2 separate regions of the Rattus norvegicus genome follow, and region 1 is linked to region 2. A link is a contact called in public Hi-C data. All regions are on one chromosome and are shown on one strand. Each heading gives the region's core, a stretch centred on a gene start, on an enhancer-like site or on the middle of the called end of the contact. The rest is flanking DNA. Distances are from core to core; before and after follow the strand shown.

The links. Hi-C and Micro-C count contacts between places; a contact is called where the count stands out from the background.
Region 1: a contact with region 2 is called in a Hi-C map of the Rat2 cell line, with 4 times the contacts expected there. The contact joins the enhancer-like site here to the promoter of Ccbe1 in region 2. A contact is called at or near these places in 3 of 12 Hi-C or Micro-C datasets (the Rat2 cell line, Schwann cells and kidney).

What each region holds. Positions count from the first base shown.
Region 1 is chr18:62,160,982-62,168,408 of GRCr8, forward strand. No RefSeq gene overlaps it. Among named protein-coding and RNA genes, the nearest start is that of Ccbe1, 71 kb to the left of the region's middle. Within about 2 kb of position 4,825, at least 1 of the 93 cell types and tissues checked has an H3K27ac peak or open chromatin away from gene starts, as enhancers often do.
Region 2 is chr18:62,091,625-62,098,130 of GRCr8, forward strand. Ccbe1 (collagen and calcium binding EGF domains 1) reads right to left here and starts at 2,252. Exons shown (of 11, transcript XM_017601124.3): 1 at 2,119-2,252; 2 at 1,620-1,700. The coding sequence starts at 2,252. It overlaps LOC108348805 (a long non-coding RNA gene), which reads left to right and starts at 2,271. Exons shown (of 4, transcript XR_005496443.2): 1 at 2,271-2,408; 2 at 3,417-3,808; 3 at 4,851-4,941.

The sequences.
Region 1 (7,427 bases), core at 3,575-6,074, 72 kb after region 2:
GTCAAAACCATCCTAAATAATCAAAGAAGCTCTAAAGGTCTCACCTGAATCCCAGAGCTCAAATTGTACCACAGAGCTATAGTAATAAAAGCAACATGGTACTGAGACAGAAACAGACACACGGATCAATGGAACTGAATTGAGGACCCAGACATGAGTCCACACAACAATGAAAGCTAGTTGTTTGGTTTGGGGGAGGGTTTTTGTTTGTTCTTTTTTATATGTAATTAATTCAGAAATACACACTGGAGAAAAGACAGTATCTTCATCAAATGGTGCTGGACCAAACCGGTTTGGCTGCGTATAGAAGAATGCAAATGAAGCCTACCTCTCACCTTGCCCAAAACTCAACTCCACATGAATCAAAGACCTCAACATTGGGCCAAATTCACTGAATCTGACAGAAGAGAAAGTAGAGAAAAGTCTTGAACTCATTATCACAGGAAAAGAATTTTCTGAACAGAATACCTTTAGCACAAGCACTAAGACCAACCATTGACAAATAGGACCTCATGAAACTAAAAAGCTTTTGTAAGGCAAAAGACACCATCATTGACACAAAGTGACAGACTACAGATTGGGTAAATATTTTTGGCAACCACACATCTTATAGAGAGAGGGCTAATATCTAAAATACATAAAGAACTTTAAAAAATGGGCATTAAGAAAACAATAGCCCAATTTAAAAACGAGATATAGAACTAACAGAAGATTCTCGAAAAGGGAAATACAAACGCTGAGAAACACTTCAAGAAACGGTCAACACGTTTAATCATCAGAGAAATGCACATCAAAACTACTCACGCCTATCAGAAATGCCAAGATCAATAAAAGAGTCAAGAGCGTGTGCTGGCAAGGATGATAAGGATGTGTGCTGGTAAGGAGAACTCTCATCCACTGTGGTAGGGAAGCAAACTTGTACAGTCACTATGGAAGTCAGTGTGGTAATTTCTCGGAAGATGGCAATAGGTCTACCTCAATATCCAGCCGTACCACTCTTGGGCAGAGACACCCACAGGTCTCTACATCTTGCTACAGAGATGCTTGTTCATCCATGTTCACTGCTGCTCCCTTCACAATAGCAAGGAATTGGAAGCAGCCTAGATGTTTAACAGACGAAGGGATTAAAAAAAAAAAAAAACAGTGATACATTTATACAATGTAATATTACTCAGCCATTTTTAAACAGAAAGTGAAATCATGAAATTTGCCAGTAAATGAACGGAACTAGAAAAAAAACCTGAGTGAGGTAACCCAGACCCCAGAAGAACAAATATTCATTTATATCTTCATCTTAGCTGCTGTCTACAATAAGCAAACTATAATCTGTATAACCATAGAAGATGGCGTAGACAAAGGAGAGACAGAAGATGTGGTTTGGATTGGAGGGGAGGAGGGGAGGATCTCAGAGGAGTTAGGGGAGGGGAAACCATAACCAGAATGTATTGTAAGGAAATAGTCTATTGGTGGGGGGGGGGGGGCATGGAGTAGAAACAAAATTTCTCTGTGTAGCACTGGCTATCCTAGGACTCCCTTTGAGGACCAGACTGGTCTCGAAGTTAGAAATCTGCCAGCCTCCTCCTCCTGAGTGCCAGGACTAAAGGTATGTGCCACCACGCCCAGACCATTAAGAAAATCTATTTTCAATAAAAGAAGAAATGGGGGGGGGATGAGTCCAAGGTAATCCTTGGTTATATAATGTGTGTTGGTTTCCAGCCAGGTTACATGAGACAGTGTCAAAAAGAAAGGGAAAAGATAAGGAGAGAAGAGGAAGAGAGAAGGGATGATAGGCGAGGACAGGAGAGGACAGGAGCAATGTCTTCTAAAAAATGGGAGCTTTCTCAGCAGAGCAATGGTGGCACATGCCTTTAATCCCTGCACTCAAGAGGCAGAGGCAAGCAGGTCCCTGAGTTTGAGGCCAGGCTGATCTACAGAGCAAGTTCCAGAACAGAGCTACACAGAGAAACTCCCCCACACACAAAAAAAGAAAAACCAGAAGAAAGAAAAAAGAGAGAGGGAGGGAGGGAGGGAGGGAGAGAGGGAGAGAGAGAGAGAGAGAGAGAGAGAGAGAGAGAGAGAGAGAATGGGTGTTTTCTCCATCTACTTCTTGCTCTTTGATGATGAATTCCAAGTCTATTTAAGTGTGTGGGGTGTGTGTGTGTGTGTGTGTGTGTGTGTGTGTGTGTGTGTGTGTGTGTGTACATTCATGCTCGTATGTTCATGCATACGGGTCATGTGTGGTATATTGCATATGAAAGTGCAGAAGCCAGAGCAAGGTCTCTGGTATCTTCCTCTTTGACCCCTGCCACCGTTATTGCTTTGAAGCAATTGGTCTCTCTCCTGGAGATTTGGAAATGTCTGCTGGCCATAGAACTTCAGGGATATTGCTGTCCCTGTGGCCCCCTCCCATCAAGGCTGGAGTTACAGTCATATACTGCCACACTCAGCTTTTTACATGGCTCTGAGGATCCAAATTCAGGTCTTCATGCTTTCCAGGCAGACATATTACCAGCTGAGCCATCCACCCAGTCCTTCCTTTGTCTTAATAAACTATAGCCATCTCTTTGGTTCATACTAACTATCGGACGCTTCTTTTGTCAGTGTGCCTCTGCTCTAAATACAGCTTCTCATACATGTCATACCAGTCAGCTATCTAAGCTGACTCCTTTTGAGACATAATGCATACTTTGATTTTCTTCCTCCTCCCAATTCCTCTCTCTGCCGACCTTACTTCAATTCTCTGAAGCAATGTCTTTAATAAGAGTATCCTGTTATCGTGGGCCATCTTTTTGAACACCCCACTATTAACTGCTATTCACAGTCATCTTAATTCTGCCATGGGTTTTAACATTAGGTATGAGATGATGTGTTCTCTAATTTGTCCCCTGATGTGAGGCGGCTGGCTTTTCATCGACCCCTACCTCTGCTATTCAGGATCAAATCTTCTTTTAGACCTAAATGCCCATGAACTCTATTTTCTTACTTTCCTACTTAAAGGGAGTCAATTCCCTTTGAGACTTGCCTTTTTTTCTTGCAGCTTCTTTCAAAACAGCCATCAACAGATAGCACATGTTATTAATTAAAACCCTCTTCCCCAATCTCTTCCCTGAAAGGCAGGCATACAACCTAATTGATTATAAAGTCCTGCTGGCCCCATTTCTTTCTACCACCCTCCTTCCTGACTCCTGCCTGGCTGCCAACAGAGCAGCCCACTTCTATAGAATGAATTTACCAATATCCCTGTTATTCAAAATACAGAGAGTTGGGGGGAAAACTTGGGATCTCAGTAGCTTAGGGGAAATTCTTGCCTGCTTTTGCTATGTTTGGGTCAGTGGAGGACAGTTTATATTAGCTTTACTCAGGGGCCCAAGACGATGGAATCTGAACCAACAAGGAATATCAGCCATCGTCGTCGTGGGAAGAGAACAGATAAAAAGTACACCTCTCTCCCAAAGTGGTTCAGACAATTTCCGTTCACATCCCATTGGCTGAAACAAGTCATGTGGCCACATTTAAATTCAAGTGGATGAAAGGGTAAAATCAATGTCTCCAGTAGACATGAAAATATTGGCAAACAACGCTAGTGACTACATAACCCATTTAATAAACCTGCGTGTGCTTTCCCCAACACACACACACACACACACACACACACACACACACACACACACACACTATTTCTGTTAAGCTTGCAGGCTCTGCTCTAATAGAACCTCCCAGTTCGAACAAAAAGTTAGAGCCTGACATTTAATTCTCCGGGTTTCCAGTTTCAAACGATTGTCTCTGGCATTGTTGACATTTAAAGAAAAACAAAGAGCTAAAATGAAGAGGAAATATTTACAAACAGATATGAGAGCAGGTAACTGAGTATATGAGCGTTGTATTTGCAAATGTCATGGGCATATTGGCTTGAACTTTTCGAGCCAAATGGATTCTTCTCTAAGCTCCAGAACAAAGACAAGTATTAGCGATTTCAGTTGCCTTAAAAGACAGATCCACCTAACCCTAGAGTATGGAATTCAATATCATCCGAGTCTAATTTTCCCATTGGTTGTCTGGTTATAATAAATGTTCAATTGATTGAGTAATCCCATGGCCCTGACAAATATTGTGGCCACAGAAGGAAACAGCAATCAGGGCAGATGAAGAAAGTTTCCATTCCAAACCCCCTTGGCCACAACCACAGCGTGGTCATAAAGCTGGAGGCGTTTGGCCAAGGTTGATGCTGGAATGGAGTTAGACACTATTTATAAACTTTGGGAAGAGTTTCTAGTGAAATGTTTAAACCCGCTTTTGGAAAGCGAGGGGATTTGTTCATTTTACTGTCCAAACCTCCTTTGATCCATTAACTTCACATTTCCTCTACTTTCTGCAAATATTCAAGAGAGAAAGGCCATTTTTTCCCTTTAATATGGTGAGAAACAAATCATTCGCTCATAATCGAAAAAGCTCGTGGACATCTAACGGTGGCATTTTCCTCCATCCTGAGCTTTGTGAAGAAAGGCATTGCCTAAAAAGCATCTTCTTCACATAGATCCAGAGGACCAATCCTCCCCACCATAGCAGAAGATACCCTGACTTGAAGATCATAAACAAGAAAGTGTGTTCCCAAAGACATCAGCACCTTCTCCTAATCTTTCCTGGAAACCCATGGTGTGACTTTTGCTAAGTGAGAGTTCACATATCAGAGACTGACGTGCCACAGCAGGCCAGGGGACCCCATGCCAATGCAAATCAGCCCTACCGACAGTTGTGTTTTGTAACGTAATATTCAGTAAAGAATAGGGCAGGTCGCTTTTACACGTGCCAGTGGACACTATAACATCAACACGTCTTCTCGACAGACAGGATCTGGTCTAGAACCGCCGAGCTTCAGGAAGGGTTAACCGCCTCCATGCTAAAGGAAGCGCGTGCATCAGCTCTGCCCTCCCGGCAGGAAGTGAGGAAACACGCAGTTGCTGGGCTCTGGATATGGACAACGATGGCAGCTTCCAATGGAGACGGTCTGGAATGTTCAGTTGTTACAAGTTAACTGAGTTAGTTGACTGTAAGGTGCAGACTCTTGCCATTGGTAGGAACTCCAGTTGTTCTAGCCAGTGTAGATATTCTAATGTCAGAGCTACAGGGAACTCTAAGAAGTCATTTGGTCCATCTCCTACCATCAGAAAAGAACATAGCTACTATATCCTGGAGGGATGGTACCCTCCAGGGAGAGAGCTGAGGATACCCAACTTGAGACCCATCCCATGTGAGAGAGAGAGAAAAAAACCCTGATACTATTGATACTCTGCTATGCTTGCAGACAGACAGAAGCCTAGTATAACTTTCTCCTGAGAGACTTCATCCAGCAGTGGTTGGGCACAGATACAAAGACCCACAGCCAAACATCAGGCAGAGCTTGGGAAGTCTTGTGGAAGATTGGGAGATAGAATTGAACAAGCTGGAGGGGTCAAGGGCACCACAAGAAGATCTACAGAACTAACCTGGGCTCAAGGTAGCTCACAGAGACTGGGCCACCAAGCAGGAGCATGCAGGAGCTGGGCCTAGACCCTTACACATTTGTAGCAAATGTACAGCTTGATCTTCATGTGTGTCTCCTAACAAGTAGAGTGGGGCTGTCTAAGTCTCTGTTGCCTGCCATTGGATTGCCTGGTGGGGCCTCAGAGGGAAAGGATGTGCCTGGTCCTGCTGGGACTAGATGTCCCAGGGTGGGGCAGTACCCAAGGGGGACTCTCCCTCTTCTCGGAAGGAGCAGGTGCGATGGGGGAGGGATTTGTAAGGACTGGAAGGAGAGGAGGGAGGGCACTGTGATCAGTATGTAAAGTGAAAAAAATAAGTTATTATAGGAAAGAAGGAGCTGAGGACAAAACCTTATATGTCAAGTACTTCCTTAGTAAGAACCAATGTGTCTGTCAGCTCAGTTCTTAGCCTTTGTCTCTGTCTTTGTCTCTCTGTCTATGTCTCTGTTTCTGTCTTTCTCTCTCTGTCTCTCTGTCTCTCTCTCTCTCTGTCTCTCTCTCTCTCTCTCTCTCTCTCTCTCTCTCTGACACATAGACACACACAGACACACATACAGGCTCATAACACACACACACACACACACACACACACCATTTAAAATTCCCTCCATCCTGCATATTACATGAACAGGCTACTACCTCAAAGACCGAAATAATGCATCGTAAAGCAGTATTTTAAGTCAGTTGGGGAAAGAATATTACTGAATGACGAATACGGAAATAATTCAGGAAGAAGTAAAGCGAGAATATCCCAAACATGGGATGAATCAAATGTTGATGTAAGGACTATGAAAGTGCTATCAACAATTTTGCTATAGTTTTCTCCTGTAGCCTCTCAAAGCTGTAACACAAAAACTCAAATAACAAGAACATTTGGGACTGGAAGTTCATGAGTACAGTGCCTGTGTAGTATGCAATGCCTGATGCAAAAGGAAGGAAGGAAGGAAGGAAGGAAGGAAGGAAGGAAGGGAGGAAGGAAGGAAGGAAAGGAGGAAGGAAGGAAGGAAGGAAGGAAGGAAGGGAGGGAGGGAGGGAGGGAGGAAGGAAGGAAGGAAGGAAGGAAGGAAGGGAGGGAGGGAAAAGAGAAGAGGAGGGAAAGAGAGGGGAGGGGAAGGGAAGGGAGAAGAGTGGAGAGGAAAAGAAAGAAGAGAAGAGGAGGGGAAGGGAGGGGAGGAAAGAGGAGAGGAGGGGAGAGGAGAGGAAGGGAAGGAATGGGAGAGGAGAGGAGAGGAGAGGAGAGGAGAGGAGAGGAGAGGAGAGGAGAGGAGAGGGAAAGAAAGAAAAGGAAACTTTGCCTGGTGAAATCCATCACAAGCAAAGTCAAAATATACATCACACACAGGAGAAAACCTGCATCTCCTGTCTCAAAGGACAAACTAAGCAGTCAATAAAGAGCCATACAAGTTTACAGATCAACCATCTGGTAGGAAAACGGGATACAGCCTGCAGAGGAGAAAGTCACACATGATGAGACAAGTTTAAAAGAAGTTTGAGATCCTGAGTTAAGCTTGGTTTTTGCTATTATTAGATACTGAAAAAGCTGATGAAGTAATTTTGCCCAGCTCACTGGAATGCAATTTTTTGAAATACGTGATAATGATTAACATATCCATTTGTCTTTCATTTTTAAAAGCTTGCTTTTAGATAATGTTTCAGTATTTATACATTAACAGATGTAAATACACTCAGACATATATATTATCTTGAAGGGTTTTTTTGTTTGCTTATTTTTTGAGAAAGGGTCACTGTAGGGAGCCCTGGCTATCCTGGAACTCACTGGCATTGAATTCACAGTGATCCACCTGCCCTTGCCTCCCACATAAAAGATATGAGCACTATGACTAGCCAGAACATATTTATATTTTAATATTTTAAGAGCATGATAAATAGCAGAATTTACCAATCTCT
Region 2 (6,506 bases), core at 1,002-3,501:
GCTGTTCCATTGAGTAACTGGTTAGTGAACGCATGTGCTGAGACACGCGCGTTAATGCCTCTGAGTGAGCTAGGGTAATCGAGATACCACACTACTTTAAGAAACCTGGAAACGTTAGCCAAGGGAGCGTAACAAATAGAATAATCAGGCACTGGTGGTTTCTAAAAGCTTGACACAAGTTCTGTAACCGTCACTGATTTATGTGACATCTGACCTTTCAGGACTGAACAGATGAGCGAACCATCTAAGGGACACGCTCCATGTTAAATTAGCAGTTTTATACAGCAGTGATAGGAAAACAACATGTCCTAGGAAATACTGTGGCCACGTGGATGAAACACACGACCAGACCCAGGCAAGTAGCCCTGCAGCCAGTACTAAGCCATTTTACCAGCTGGATGACCTTGCTCACCCCGTGCACCTCTAAGTCTCCATCTGCCAGTTGAACATGTCCCTCACGTTTAGACTACCATTCAACTCTAACCATCACGTGCAGGGGCAGGGAGCCCTCATCTGGAGCTCGCATAGGTGAAGCAGCTAATGTCAATCCATCCTAGCTTCCAGTGGCTGCTCTAAAAGCACACTTCAACTAACAGTGCTTCCATAAATCCCACTGATCTGCTCTGGAAGCAACTCACACCCGAGCCTTGGGAGTAAGGAAGAAAGTTTCCAGTTTCCTATACAGAAAGCGTTGTGATTCGCTGGTTGGCCGCAGCATAGTGAAGACACACTGGGATTTGTTTTACTTTGTAGCGCCCAAGTAGCTTCTCAGTCCGCTCTAAGTGCCTTAACCCGATGCCTTGCACAGCATCTTAAAAACTCAGACAAGCAACAGACATTTAGGGATATGTGTGCCACCTCAATTCTGTGGGAGAACGGAGCAGAAGTTCGGAATTCAATCATTCAAAAATCAATTGTTAGCTCCCAAAAGGGGGAAAACAACGGAGCATCGTCCTCTCCTTTGGGGATAGGATCCACCTGTTTTAACTCCGGGCTTGCACAAGGAATCACCTGGGCCTGTGCATGTTTAATTTTAACAGTGGCTGCCACTCTCCCAGGTAAACCCGTGATCTTTTTTTTTTTTTTTTAAAGACCATGAGTTTCAACAATCTTGACGTTTGTTTTCACTCAAAGCAACCACCCCATCTACCCACAATCCTCCCGGTTACAACTTTGCCTAGAGAGACCGTGACAGTGGTACACTCTGTCCCAACACAAGGTCAAAAGCAAGCCAAGTGCCAAGTATTTCCTTGTTGCTGACAATATTTTCAAAACAAAACGCAAATGAGCAGCAAGGCATTCCTCTTCGCCAAGTTTACACCCACAGTTCAAGCCGCTCTCATCAACTTGCAAAGTTTTTCACTCCAACCTCTACCTTGCAAGCTTTTCGCAGAACCAAAACAGTACAGGTTCTCAAATCTCAGGCACTTACTGGCTGCAAACTCAGTTGCTCAGCTTTGCTCCCAGCCCAGGAGCACAACTGTTCGCACTGAGGGAGCGCACCACCCCAGTACCACCCTGACACGGGCACACACAGCCCTGGCTCCATTAGCGCCCTTCCAAAGCCCTGCTTGACAGCGACGCCTGTCCCTCTAGACTTCTCAGAGCCCCAACTTTACCTGAAGCACGTGGTGAGCTCGCCTGAAGACTTCAGACACGGGTATTTGGTCGTGGTGATCTTGTTTTCCGAGCACACTTCTCTAAGGGAGGAGGAAAAAAAGTTGAAGAGGAAACTCCGTTAAGGTCGCGGGGAGAGAGCAGAGCAGTACGCTCTGGGCTCTGCGTCTAGACGCAAAGGCTGCTACTGGTCCCTGGTCCCGGGCGGAGACAGGACAGCGGGCACCGGGCGATCCCACTACCAAGCGACAAGAAAAACCAACGAAAGTTCACATCAAGCGCGGCGGGAACAGGACAGAGGGTATCCGGCTTCCCCACTCACAGCTCGGGGCGCTGAGGCGGTTCCCGCAAGAGATGGAAGTCACCTGAAACAGCTCACCTCTCCGCCAGTGGCTCAGCGAACTGGGACCTGTGGATCCGCCACCTGAGACCGTCTGCACCCCGCCAGCCAGTCCTGATCGCACCCAGCACGTCCTCCCTCTAGGGCAGGTGGCGCCTTACCTGTCTCGGTCCTCGGGTTCCTCTCGGAAGGTCCACGTGTGTCCCAGCGCCAGGAGTAGCAGCAGCGGCCCCAGGCTCTTGCCCAGCTGCCCCTTGACTGCTCCTCCCCGGCTCAGAGGAAGCGGCGGCACCATCGGGGAAGCTCGCCGGCTTCTTCTCGGCACCCGAGCTCTCTCCCTGCGCTGTGCCCGGGGAGGCTCCGCGGCCGCAGCCGCCTTCCCCTCTCGCCAGCAGAGGGCGCCGGAGAGCTGGGGCGCTTGCACCACCTGCGGGCCCCCTTCAAACTTGGGGTGAGAGGGGGTGAACCAAGCTTGTCAAAGGGGTGTCTGCCTTGCGCGGCCAGAGGGAGGATGCCGGAGTCCCGGGAAATCTCTTCTGGACAATCAGATTCGAGTAACAAACAGGCTGAACTTGGCTTCAGGCTGCGCCCTCCTCTCTTCCACCCCTGGGAGAGAAGCGCGGAGTTGAGGCAGCCAGGCGCTCCTTTGCATTTTTATTCCAAGGTCTCAGCCTGGGAGGAGGAGTTGCTGGCTGTCACCAGGGCGAGAGGAGGAGAGGAGCGGGGTTAATAGCTTCCTTCCTGTTGTCAGTTAACTTCCACAGCGAAGGGTCAAGCCAATGTTTGCCTTTTCGCTCGCAAGTGCTTTTCCTCTGTCCGGGTTCTCGCTTAGAATATGAAAGGGTGAGCAGCGGTTAGAGGGGGTCTCCTGTATCGCCCTTCCAAACGTGACATAACCCAATCAGGAAAGTGTAGAATCTTCGTTCCCTTTTAGAGGAAATTAGGTCGTTTCACTCGTCCACAACCCTTTGTGCCGCGATTTTCTTGGTAACTGCAGTTCAGGACAAGTGAGAAATTCCCAGCTGAGGGTTTTGAACCCAGGTGCCTGTACCTAACTGGTACCTAGTAGGGGGTTCCTTTTCACAGCCAGTTAAAGGACGAACAAGTCAGGAAGAGTCTCAGGCACAGCGATCGCTGTGACAAGGGAAGAAGCACTCACACACATGCAGAGGACTCTCCACAAGTGCGGATTGTCAGAACCTGTAGGTTGGGGTGGGGGTGAGTCTTGTTTTCCTCCCATCATTTCTGATTGGCTGACTTAAAGGGAGTTGACAGGCTTGTGGCTTCATCCAAACTAAAAAAAAAAAGGATGCCCAGGTCAGCCAGAAGGGCGTCCTTGTCATGGTGGGGGTGGATCTTAATTCTGGGTGACAAAGGAGCCAGGAGTTTGCCCTCTGGTTGCTTACCTGTGGCCTCCTTCCTTATCTATCTGCTTGCTTTCCTGACCTTTCCCTAGCAGCACACAACATCAGAGCTGAAAATACCTTGGGGGATCATTGAAGACACCTAGGTCCTGGAGTCGTGGTCATCAGGAAAATCACCTGGCACTTCATGAGAGACACGGAAGATGTGCGAACCACGGGACCATCCACCAGCTAGTTCATGACATCTTGTTTACCATAACACTAAAAAGAAAGGGACTCCAATAGTGTTTTAAGGTTGTTGCGATGTCCTCTTCAGTCCTTGTCAAAGAGAAATTCATGACAGAAGTGCGAACCACAAAGCGAAGAAAGTCGTGGCCCAAAAACAAGTAAGAAAAGTAGGAAGTTAAATGAGGAGTGACCAACTTTAATCGGTTCTGTAGCTCCAGGCTTCAAGGAGAAGGAACCCACAGGTGTGCCCATTGGCCAGGTAAATAGATGTTTTGAGTTATATACTAGTCTGATCTGGTGAGAAATATACATGTAGCACCTACACACTGTCATTTTAGTGGTGGTGACATCCGAATTCCTCTGTTGAACGTTTTGTGTCCCTCGGGGGCTTTGACAGTCACAGTCTTATCTGAGCCTCACAACGACATCCCTATGCACCTTGCTTGTCACTTTATCCAGGAAGGCTTTCTTCCCACCAAGCATTCACAGGAATGGCGAACAGGAAGAACCCTTAGCAGTAAAGTCCAGTGATGCTGCTTGTTCACAGACACAAGCATTTTCAGCTTGTTCAGGGGCCACTGGCGCATCCTGCAGAACTTGACAATAACTTTCCCAGGATCACTACCTGGATTCAAACCCAGGTAGCAGTTTGTAGGTGAGAGGTCCCAGTTAGCATTGTTAAACCATGCTTTCTGGTCTGTACCCTGGGAAGTTGCAGGACTGTGTCTTTAGAGGTATTACGACTAAGTGAGTCACGTAAAACATCTCTTGACTATTCTCTGGACATTAACTCCTCATCTTTTAGCGCAAGTTATTCATCGCACAGACAGATTTTTTTTTTTTACCTTTTCAGGGTTTTTCTTTTAAGTTTCTAGACAGATAGGAGCCTATGTACAAGTTATTAGGGTTCTCCTTTGTTTTCAGAATTATTTGTTTATTTTATGTATTTTATGAGTTCACTGTAGCCGTCTTCAGACACACCAGAAGAGGGCATCAGATCCCATTACAGATGGTTGTGAGCCACCATGTGATTGCTGGGAATTGAACTCAGGACCTCTAGAAGATCAGTCAGTGCTCTTAACCACTGAGCCATCTCTCCAGCCCCATTATTTGGGTTCTTGAGGCTAGACCTTGATGCACACATGAAAAATGAACCCATCCTGAGCTTATGACACACTGGATCAGCTCAAACTGGGCCACAGAGGTGTTGGATACCGTCCTGGAAGGAAGAGAGCCAAGCTGCAGGTAGGGGTTACATTTTGATTTTTCTTACCAATGCCTCTTTTATATTTCCACTACAGCGTCACAGATGTCATCCTACAAGCAGTAGACTGTGATGTAGGAGAATAGTCATCGGCTGTCTTCGATGGCACTTTCTAAGCCATCTGTAAGGTAAGCTGCTTTTCAAGGAAGGCAATGAACGCCAAGAAGACAAAGGCAGGTGGTGCACGCACATAACCTCTGACCTTGGGAAGCTAAGGCAGAAGGCTAGAGAGTTTGAGGTCAGCCTGGGCTATATAGTCAGTTCCAGAGTAGCCTGGGCTACCCGCAGAGTGAAACTCTTGTCTCAAATATAGAAATCAGAACAATAACAACAATAAACAAAGAAAGGGCCAAAGGAGAATGTATGTCACCTGTATGTGCTAAGCTAGTGTCAGAGCCTGTGCTGATACCAGCTCTTGGCCCCTCCACTCGGCATCTGTGAGGGCGAGGGCCTTGAGAAGATGCCAGCCAAGCACACAGGCCATCCACATTGGCCTGGGGAAGAATGTCATGGTACGTAGTCAGAACATTTCTTCAAGAGCTGTAGCTAAGACCGTTCAAACACTGTTCCCCTGCAGGCCTGAAACTTGTCTGGCTTGGTGTGCTGGGCTCGGGGAAGGGAGCATAGGGACAGCCATATATGAATAGCAATCTGTGAAAAGTAGACCTGTCCCACCAAAGTCAAGCCTGCCTTTGTGCAGACTGCTGTCTGCCTGGAGGTTTTCAGGACTGAGTTTGCTAATGGCAGGAAGCTCAGGAGTTCTAGGTTTTTGCTCCTCAGATGCATACTCTTCCTACACAACTGCACAACTCAGGCTTGTCCCGCTGATCTGCCCCAAACAGCTGGCATGAGAGAACTTGCCCATAGTCTCTTACCCAGGAGTGTAGTGGAGATTAATGGTAGGGACCTCACATACCTTGGAGAAAACTGTGTGCTTGCTTCTTTTAGTACACATTTGGCAGTGTTTCCATACAGACCTGTCAACTGCCCTGAAATAAACCAGAGAGGGAAGAGTTATACAATTTACCATATCCTAAGGGGGCTGGGCCGTGAGGGAGCTTGACACTGTGTCGGTTCAGGAGGAACAGGTATCTTAGCAGCAAGGCTGAAAGTGTCCTGGGAGTCAGTGAGGTAATTGGCTGTAGAATAAAGAGGCCTGTGCTCTAAACATGGGGGCAGGGAGGGAAAAGGAAAGCTAGGCAGAGCACACTCTTTGAATGGAAGCCGTGGTAGTCAGTTTTTAAGAATTCCAACATCTAATGAGAGCAAAACTAACATAGAATTAGAAGTGGAGAGTTGCTAATGAAGATCCGTTCCTACAAAGGATGGATCACCGCTGTTGGATAGACGTGTGAACAGTGTGTGCATACTCTATATGTGCATTCTCCAGAGCCCCTCAGAGAAGCTCAGGCAAGGAAAAATCAGGACTGAAAAATGAAGCTGGACAGATTCTGACCAGTGGACTGTTAGTGCAGAGGTCCCTGCACTGCACCAGATCAAAACTCAGCTCGTGGACCCTAAAAAGTCAAGTCAGGATTTTTACATGATTAGTTATAAAAGTCAAGGAAAGGAAACACTTAGAAATTTGATTTTTCATGAAAATGAGGCCGGGAGGTGGTGGCACGTGCCTGTAATCCCAGCACTTGGGAGGCAGGCTCTGTGAGAGTCAAGGCTAGCATGTTTTACAGAATGA